2 separate regions of the Sus scrofa genome follow, and region 2 is linked to region 1. The links are chromatin contacts, called in public Hi-C maps. All regions are on one chromosome and are shown on one strand. Each heading gives the region's core, a stretch centred on a gene start, on an enhancer-like site or on the middle of the called end of the contact. The rest is flanking DNA. Distances are from core to core; before and after follow the strand shown. Region 1 has its middle 320 kb from the start of N6AMT1. Region 2 has its middle 120 kb from the start of N6AMT1.

Region 1 (3,422 bases), core at 199-2,698:
CTGCAATCTCATGGTAGCCAGTCGGATTCGCCAACCACTGAGCCACGACGGGAACTCTGAAAGTGGCATTGTTTAATATTTTTTTGTAAACCTTATTACTGTCTAGCTTAATAGTGATAAATTATCTTATCTGCTTCTGCATTTAATCTATTATGATATGACTTTATGCAAATCTTCAGGTGGAAGAGGGAGGAAACTGTAGACTCCCTAAAAGGGTCTTGAGGAGCCAGAGGTTTCCTTGGGCCATCCTTGGAGAACTGCTTGGTTCAAGTGCTCCATGGAATTTATCATGGCAACTGTTGGGATAGGAGTTAAAAATGCAAAAGGCATATGTAACAAATTGTGATTTTTTTTCCCCCCCAAAGTGTGCTAGTCACAGTGAATGTTAAAAAAAAAAATGATTTCCTCTAATTTATTAATTTGTTTAACAACAACCCCCCCCCCCCGATTTTTGGGCCAGTGTCCCAAGTCACTTAGTCATCATTGCCAAAAATGCAACAAATAAGAATTTTAATCATGGGAAAAAGTTTCAAAGGATCTGACTAAATGTCTAGGTTGAATTTGATAAAATTGTGATCTTAACTCCCATATACCTTGCTTTATTGAAGGGATATTTTTTTTCACCACTCAGAAAAGTCCAGCCAATTTCATTGAGATTCTTCTGTTCCAGAAACTTCCTCAAAGCTGGCCTTTCATTCTCTAGTGACCTGGGCAGGAATTTCTCAGAAATCAAAAGTGTGACTGCTCAGTCAGATTGGGAGTGGCATTTCCTAACGTTTTGATTGGAAAAGAAAACTTTGAGTTCTAACAAATTCATTTCAGAAAGAATGAGCTGAAGTTTCTTTGCCAAGTGCCATATACAAAGCTCACTAAAAGCTCTTAAACTAATTGAATTGATGAATAAGTGAATTATTAGTTCTGGTTTAAAAATCCCATTATAGTATCCATATTTTTCTGTTCTACTTTAAAAAATAGATCTTGATATTAGTATGCATCCCAACCCTTATTTTAGTTTACAGATAATAGAATAAGTAGGTTTAAATAGCAAGTATCTTAGAAGCCAATTTTAAAGCAGAGAAAATGTAAAAATTAAAACACACATACACACACACAGAGAAGGAAAGATAATCACATATAATCTTCAAAGCTATCGCTACTACCAGTTGGCTTTTTTTTCCCCGCTGTATTTAATTAGGCTGGCATTGTTGATAAAAATGTATTTTACACGAATTTTATATCTTTCCTTTTTCCTTAAGATATATGATGGATTTTTTCGCCCCTTGTGCTTAACCACAGAAACAGACTTTAAAAAAACAAAACATACAGCGTACTTACTAAGAGCAGTTCTATCTTTATATGTAAACAATGACTTGAAAAGACATTAAAAGTGACCTCAGAGGGAGAGAGATGGAACAAATCCCTAGGAAGCCTTAGATCCTCTCAGGCAGCAATGGCTGTGCATTTCCTTCCCATTGACCTTGAGAGGGACATGTGGTTTGCACAGTCCTCCGGGTTTTGCTCTCCTGGGAGAATAATCCTGTCATTTCCATTAGGAAGATGATTTATTGAGGGCAGTTCCTTTTTAGGACTGGACAGGAAAATCACCCTTGTGACCCAATGGTGCTTATTTCCTCTGCAAAGCCCTTCAGTGATGAGGTGGTAGCAATTGCGTTGGCCTTAAACTGAATCACAGACACCTCACTAATTCCTCTGTAATCTTATCTGGTAACACACAGAGGTAACCACTGTGTCTTTGTGGTTTGGGGTGGATGAAAGGCAGGGATGTAGCTCCCAGATTTCTCACAAGAGTGCATCCAGCCCGGTAACAGATATGCCCTAGGGATCTGCTGGAAAAGCCAGATGCTGGGTTGGTGGGGGGCGGGGGGATGGGGAGTGTTACATCAAACATGCCCTTGTAAAAGTGAATGTGATGCCAGCTGGAAAATAATTTTCTGTCAAGGCACATGGGAAGACATTTTGCTTCCTTCTATTGATAGTGCTACATACCTGCTTTATTCCTCATTGAACCTCAGGGAACTCAATGATTCAGTCCCCGTTTTTTAAGGACTGTCCCTTTAGGTACAATTGACACCCCTCTGCATCCCAGTAGAGGGCAGTTTCCTCAAGCTTAGTACATCATTGCAGGGCTTCTCTCACATCTCAGATGTGGTTGTTCACACCTTGTCCTGGAGAAAAGTAAACTTGTAGTCAGGTTACATGGTTACACTGGTTACATGGCAGCTTGCGTTGTGCTAAACTGGTCATTCACGCAGACACTTCCTTTAAAAAACACAAGTGAATGAGGTTGTGGTTTCGAGGAATGAGCACCACACTGAGAGTTAAGAGATCTGGGTCCAGCTCTTGGATTTGTCACTAAATAGCTCTGTGATGTTAAGCAAGTCATTTAAGCGCAATTCTGCCTCTGCAATGAGTAGAATTTTCCTATGATATCGCTCCAGCTCTGATAAAAATATATGTCGAAGCTGAGAGTTTGCTGTTAAAAGAAATGGTAATATCTCTTTAAAGCAACATTAGTTCAAATAGTTTGATTCACAATATAGACTTTGTAGGTTGTCAACACTATATGAGAGTCAGACTAAATATTCTTCCAATTTAGGAAAACTCGAATGGGCATGACATTTGGAAGTGAGGACTGATTTCTGGCCCTGTTTTGGCTGCCCTGGCTTCTCTCTAGTTGCCTGATTTTGCATGAATAACCTCAAACTTGTGATTGTCAGTTTTGTCTTTAGTAAAATGAGTGGGGTGAGCAAGATCAATGTTGACCAGAAAAAGGACCAGTGATTGAAGGAAAAATTTTGGGTAAAGGTAAGTGATCTGTAATTCAGTGAGTCTTGAACCCTTTTCCAGAGTGAGAGAACATTGAACAACTGGTCAACCTGTCACTGACTCATCAGAATGAATTCTGGCAGCTCTGAATCTGCTCTGGGGGCCCCCAGTGGCATCTGCCAATATTGCTGGGACCTGGGTAGGTCTGGAGAGCCGCTGGATTACCAGGGAGAGTGGGCATGGGTCCTGATTAGTCTGTATGGAATGAAGTCACAACTGGGATAGCCCTGTCGTAAGTACCTCACAACTATCACCTCTGCTCTGCTCTAAGGTGAAGTGGTCTCTCTAAACTTGACTCTCTGAACATGACCTTTGGACCAGCAGAAGCAATCCCTGGAGCTCATTAAAAAGGCAAATTCCTGGGCTCCATTTCAGACCTCTCCAATCTGAATCTGCATTTCAACCATGTTCCCGGTGATGAGGGTGTACCTTAGAATTTTGGAACTACTGATATATGAAATGGGCCTCATTTACTTATAACACATAGGGCATTTGTCTGGTACCCAAATTCCAAGGAATGTGAGTTTTCACTGAAAAGAAAAAAGATGCAATAGTTTCTGCTACATCTGAGGACT
Region 2 (3,151 bases), core at 557-3,056, 190 kb before region 1:
TGTCTTCATATTAGCATGCATGGTAGTGAGAAAGGCCCTTGCTTATCTCACTCACCTCTGCCTTCTCAGGGCCCAGTGATCCTTGTGAATGAATGCAGGGGTGATGCTGGGTTTAATTCTTCTTATCTCACAGCACCGCATTTCTCGTTATCATCTGCTTACTGAAATGACAGGCGTCCACGCTGTGGTGAGGAACACCAACTCTGAAGGCAGATGGACAGGGCTTGGATCCAAGCTCGGCTCCTAACCAGAAGGGGACCTTTAGACAAGTGAGTTTCTCGGAATCTCAGTTCCCTCCTCTGCAAAGTAGAGCTAATAATAGTATTCACCTCGAGGTATAATTGAGAAATTAAAGGTGTAAACATGGTAACAGTGATAAAGTACAGAGAACCCAGCTGGCCGCGTAGTAAGTCCCCTTTAATTGCCAGGGGTTCTTACTGTAGGATGTAAGGATATTACTTATGTCATATAGTTTTGTTCTGTATATGTAATACGAAAATTTCATGCTTTTATTATTTATATATTTACACGATAGAAGTAGCATTAGCTACTTTCTTTCTTTTCTTTCCTTTCTTTTTTTCTTTTTTCTTTTCATGGCTGTACCTGGAGCATATGGAAGTTCCTGGGCTAGGGGTCGATTCCAAGCTGCAGCTGCAGGCCTATGCCACAGCCACAGCAACACCAGATCTGAGCTTTATATGTGACCTATACCACTTAACCAGATCCTTAACCCACTGAATGAGGCCAGGGATTCAACCTGCATCCTCACAGAACCCACGCTGGGTTCTTAACCCGCTGAACCACAATGGGAACTCCTATTTTTATTATCCTATTATTTGATAGAGTAGCAAATAAAAAGTGCTATAAAATTTGTGAAGTACCATAAAATAGATGCCAGCCAATTTTTCCTTAGCTGGCGCTGTTACAAAATTCAGACATGTTTCTCCTGGTAGCCTTTCCTCCTTTCTTTCTTCCTCCCTCCTTCCTTCCCCTCCTCTATTTCAAAGAGCTGTTATTGGGAGTTTCCATTCCAGCTTAGTGGAAATGAATCCCACTAGTATGCATGAGGATGTGGGTTCCATCCCTGGCCTTGCTCAGTGGATTGGGGAATCCAGCGTTACTTTGAGCTATGGTGTAGGTCATAGATGCAGCTCGGATCTCGCGTTGCTGTGGCTGTGGTGTAGGAGCTCTGATTCCACTCCTAGTCTCGGAACTTCCAAATGCTGGGGCTAAGGCCCTAAAAAAGCAAAAAAAAAAAAAAAAAAAAAGCTTTTGTTTCTTTATTGTAAGAACACTCAACATGAGATATACCCTCAACTCTTTTTGAAGTGCACAACATATTTATGGGCACGATGTTGACAGCAGATCTCCAGAAGTTAAAGCATCTTGTATAGCTGAAACTTTGCGAACGTTTTTGACATAGTAGCGGTAGAACATGCTGTTACAAAAATTTTCCTGTAGGTGGCAGCAGAGGTCTAAGGTTTGGAAAAAACTCCAGGGTCCTTGCAGACATCCTATATCATCAGAAAGGGTGAGAAAAATTATCCCATGGGTCTGTTTTGTATCTTAAAATTCCCTTTCATAATTGTTTCTGGGAAGGGGTGTGTCATGGTATTTCGGGAAGCGCTCTAATGCAAATGATATCTGGGAAGCGGGAGCTTGCCTATTATTCATCAAAACCTCAGGCAAAATGAGAACATTGGTGCATTAATAGGATGCAAGGAAGTGGAACTGAAGGTGGAAGTGAGATAGGGGCGGGTAGCAGGAAGAAAAGCGCTTGGGTTTGGGCGCGTCCCAGGACGCCTTGATCTGCAGCGAAGGGCACAGCCAGGTAAAGCCAGAACTGAAACCTTTAAATCACCCCTCCAGAGCAGTTCCCTCTTGGCCGAATTTAAAAAGTGAACGCCTGGAAAAACATCATCCATGAAATTTAAATAACATGCAGATTACACAATATGTATATGTCAGATTCTCTGTATCTTTTATAGATCAGGGGAATCATAAACTAGCTAAAAGGAACCAGGAATGTTGCAAGGATTCAGATAATGACGCTCTGCAATTAAATGTGAAGTTCTTCTTAGCCACCACCAGAGGCAGTATTACCCCACAAAACGATTAAACCAACCCGTTCATTTTGTGAGCTAAGTGGACCGCGTATTAACTACGGGCTTTCCACTTGTAGCAGTAATTGGAATTAAGCTTGTAAGGAACAATTACTTTTATTTGCGCTTTTTACATAGATAAAATATACTTTTGTTGTTTCTGTGTTACTTAGGTATAAAGTTATTGTCTGGGATTTTCAAATGGGAGCCTAAAGGGTGTATTATCTGTGACCCTGCATTTGAGGATTCAAAATTATCAGTGAAAAACAAACAAACAAACAAACAAACAAACAAAAAACAGCATAGGAGTTGAAGTATAAAGCCTCAGGGCCAGAATATATCAACTGCTGCAAAGTTGCAAGACAAACAACATAAGTTTGTTCCGTTCATAATTAACTCTTTTTGATTGGCAGCCTATGGCTTTTTTCCTAATAGCATAAACAGAATGGTTACAAAATATGATTCCTATGGTTTACATGTTTTATAACCATTTGTGTATAAAATAGATCTCGGTAAGTGCATTCATGGTTGAAGAGTTTGCCAAGGTGATTATCAAATGAGATCCTGTGTGTAAACTGCCTTGCCTGAGCCTTAAGCATAGCAGAGAATTGTAATAAACGGAAGCTGCTGCTTCGTTTATTAAGAGAAATAATAGATTAGGGAATAGGCACAACAGTCCTTTCCTATGGTGAGACAGGAGCAGCCAAACGGTGAAATATCAGGCTGATGCTTTAGTGGGAATATAACAGGGTGAGCTGGCTCTGCTTCCCTAGCTGGCTGTATCAGCGCAGGAAAAACAACACAGGGTTCTGTCTTCAAGAGGCGCTGCAGACCATGGAGCCCAACAGTGAACTGATCACACCTTTCAAGAATAGCAAATCTATAGTTTTCTATATTGCTCCATTTAGATGAAATTTCCAATGCAAACTTAAAGAACACTTTTGTGGCAGTTTTTGCTGGGATCAACTGAGTGCCTGGTTTCTTGGAGAGCTTCAGAGCGACACACTATTGGGTAGCCACAGTGACATTGCAGGTTCAGGATACCCTTG

The links. Hi-C and Micro-C count contacts between places; a contact is called where the count stands out from the background.
Region 2: a Hi-C map of psoas muscle shows a contact between it and region 1, with 2.1 times the contacts expected there. The contact joins two enhancer-like sites. A contact is called at or near these places in 7 of 47 Hi-C or Micro-C datasets (embryonic fibroblasts, heart right ventricle, mesenteric adipose tissue and 4 more) and 1 of 2 datasets of contacts at active chromatin or transcription factors (skeletal muscle).

Annotation. Positions count from the first base shown.
Region 1 is chr13:191,926,782-191,930,203 of Sscrofa11.1, reverse strand. No RefSeq gene overlaps it. Among named protein-coding and RNA genes, the nearest start is that of N6AMT1, 320 kb to the left of the region's middle. Within about 2 kb of position 1,448, at least 6 of the 83 cell types and tissues checked have an H3K27ac peak or open chromatin away from gene starts, as enhancers often do.
Region 2 is chr13:192,122,041-192,125,191 of Sscrofa11.1, reverse strand. No RefSeq gene overlaps it. Among named protein-coding and RNA genes, the nearest start is that of N6AMT1, 120 kb to the left of the region's middle. Within about 2 kb of position 1,806, at least 23 of the 83 cell types and tissues checked have an H3K27ac peak or open chromatin away from gene starts, as enhancers often do.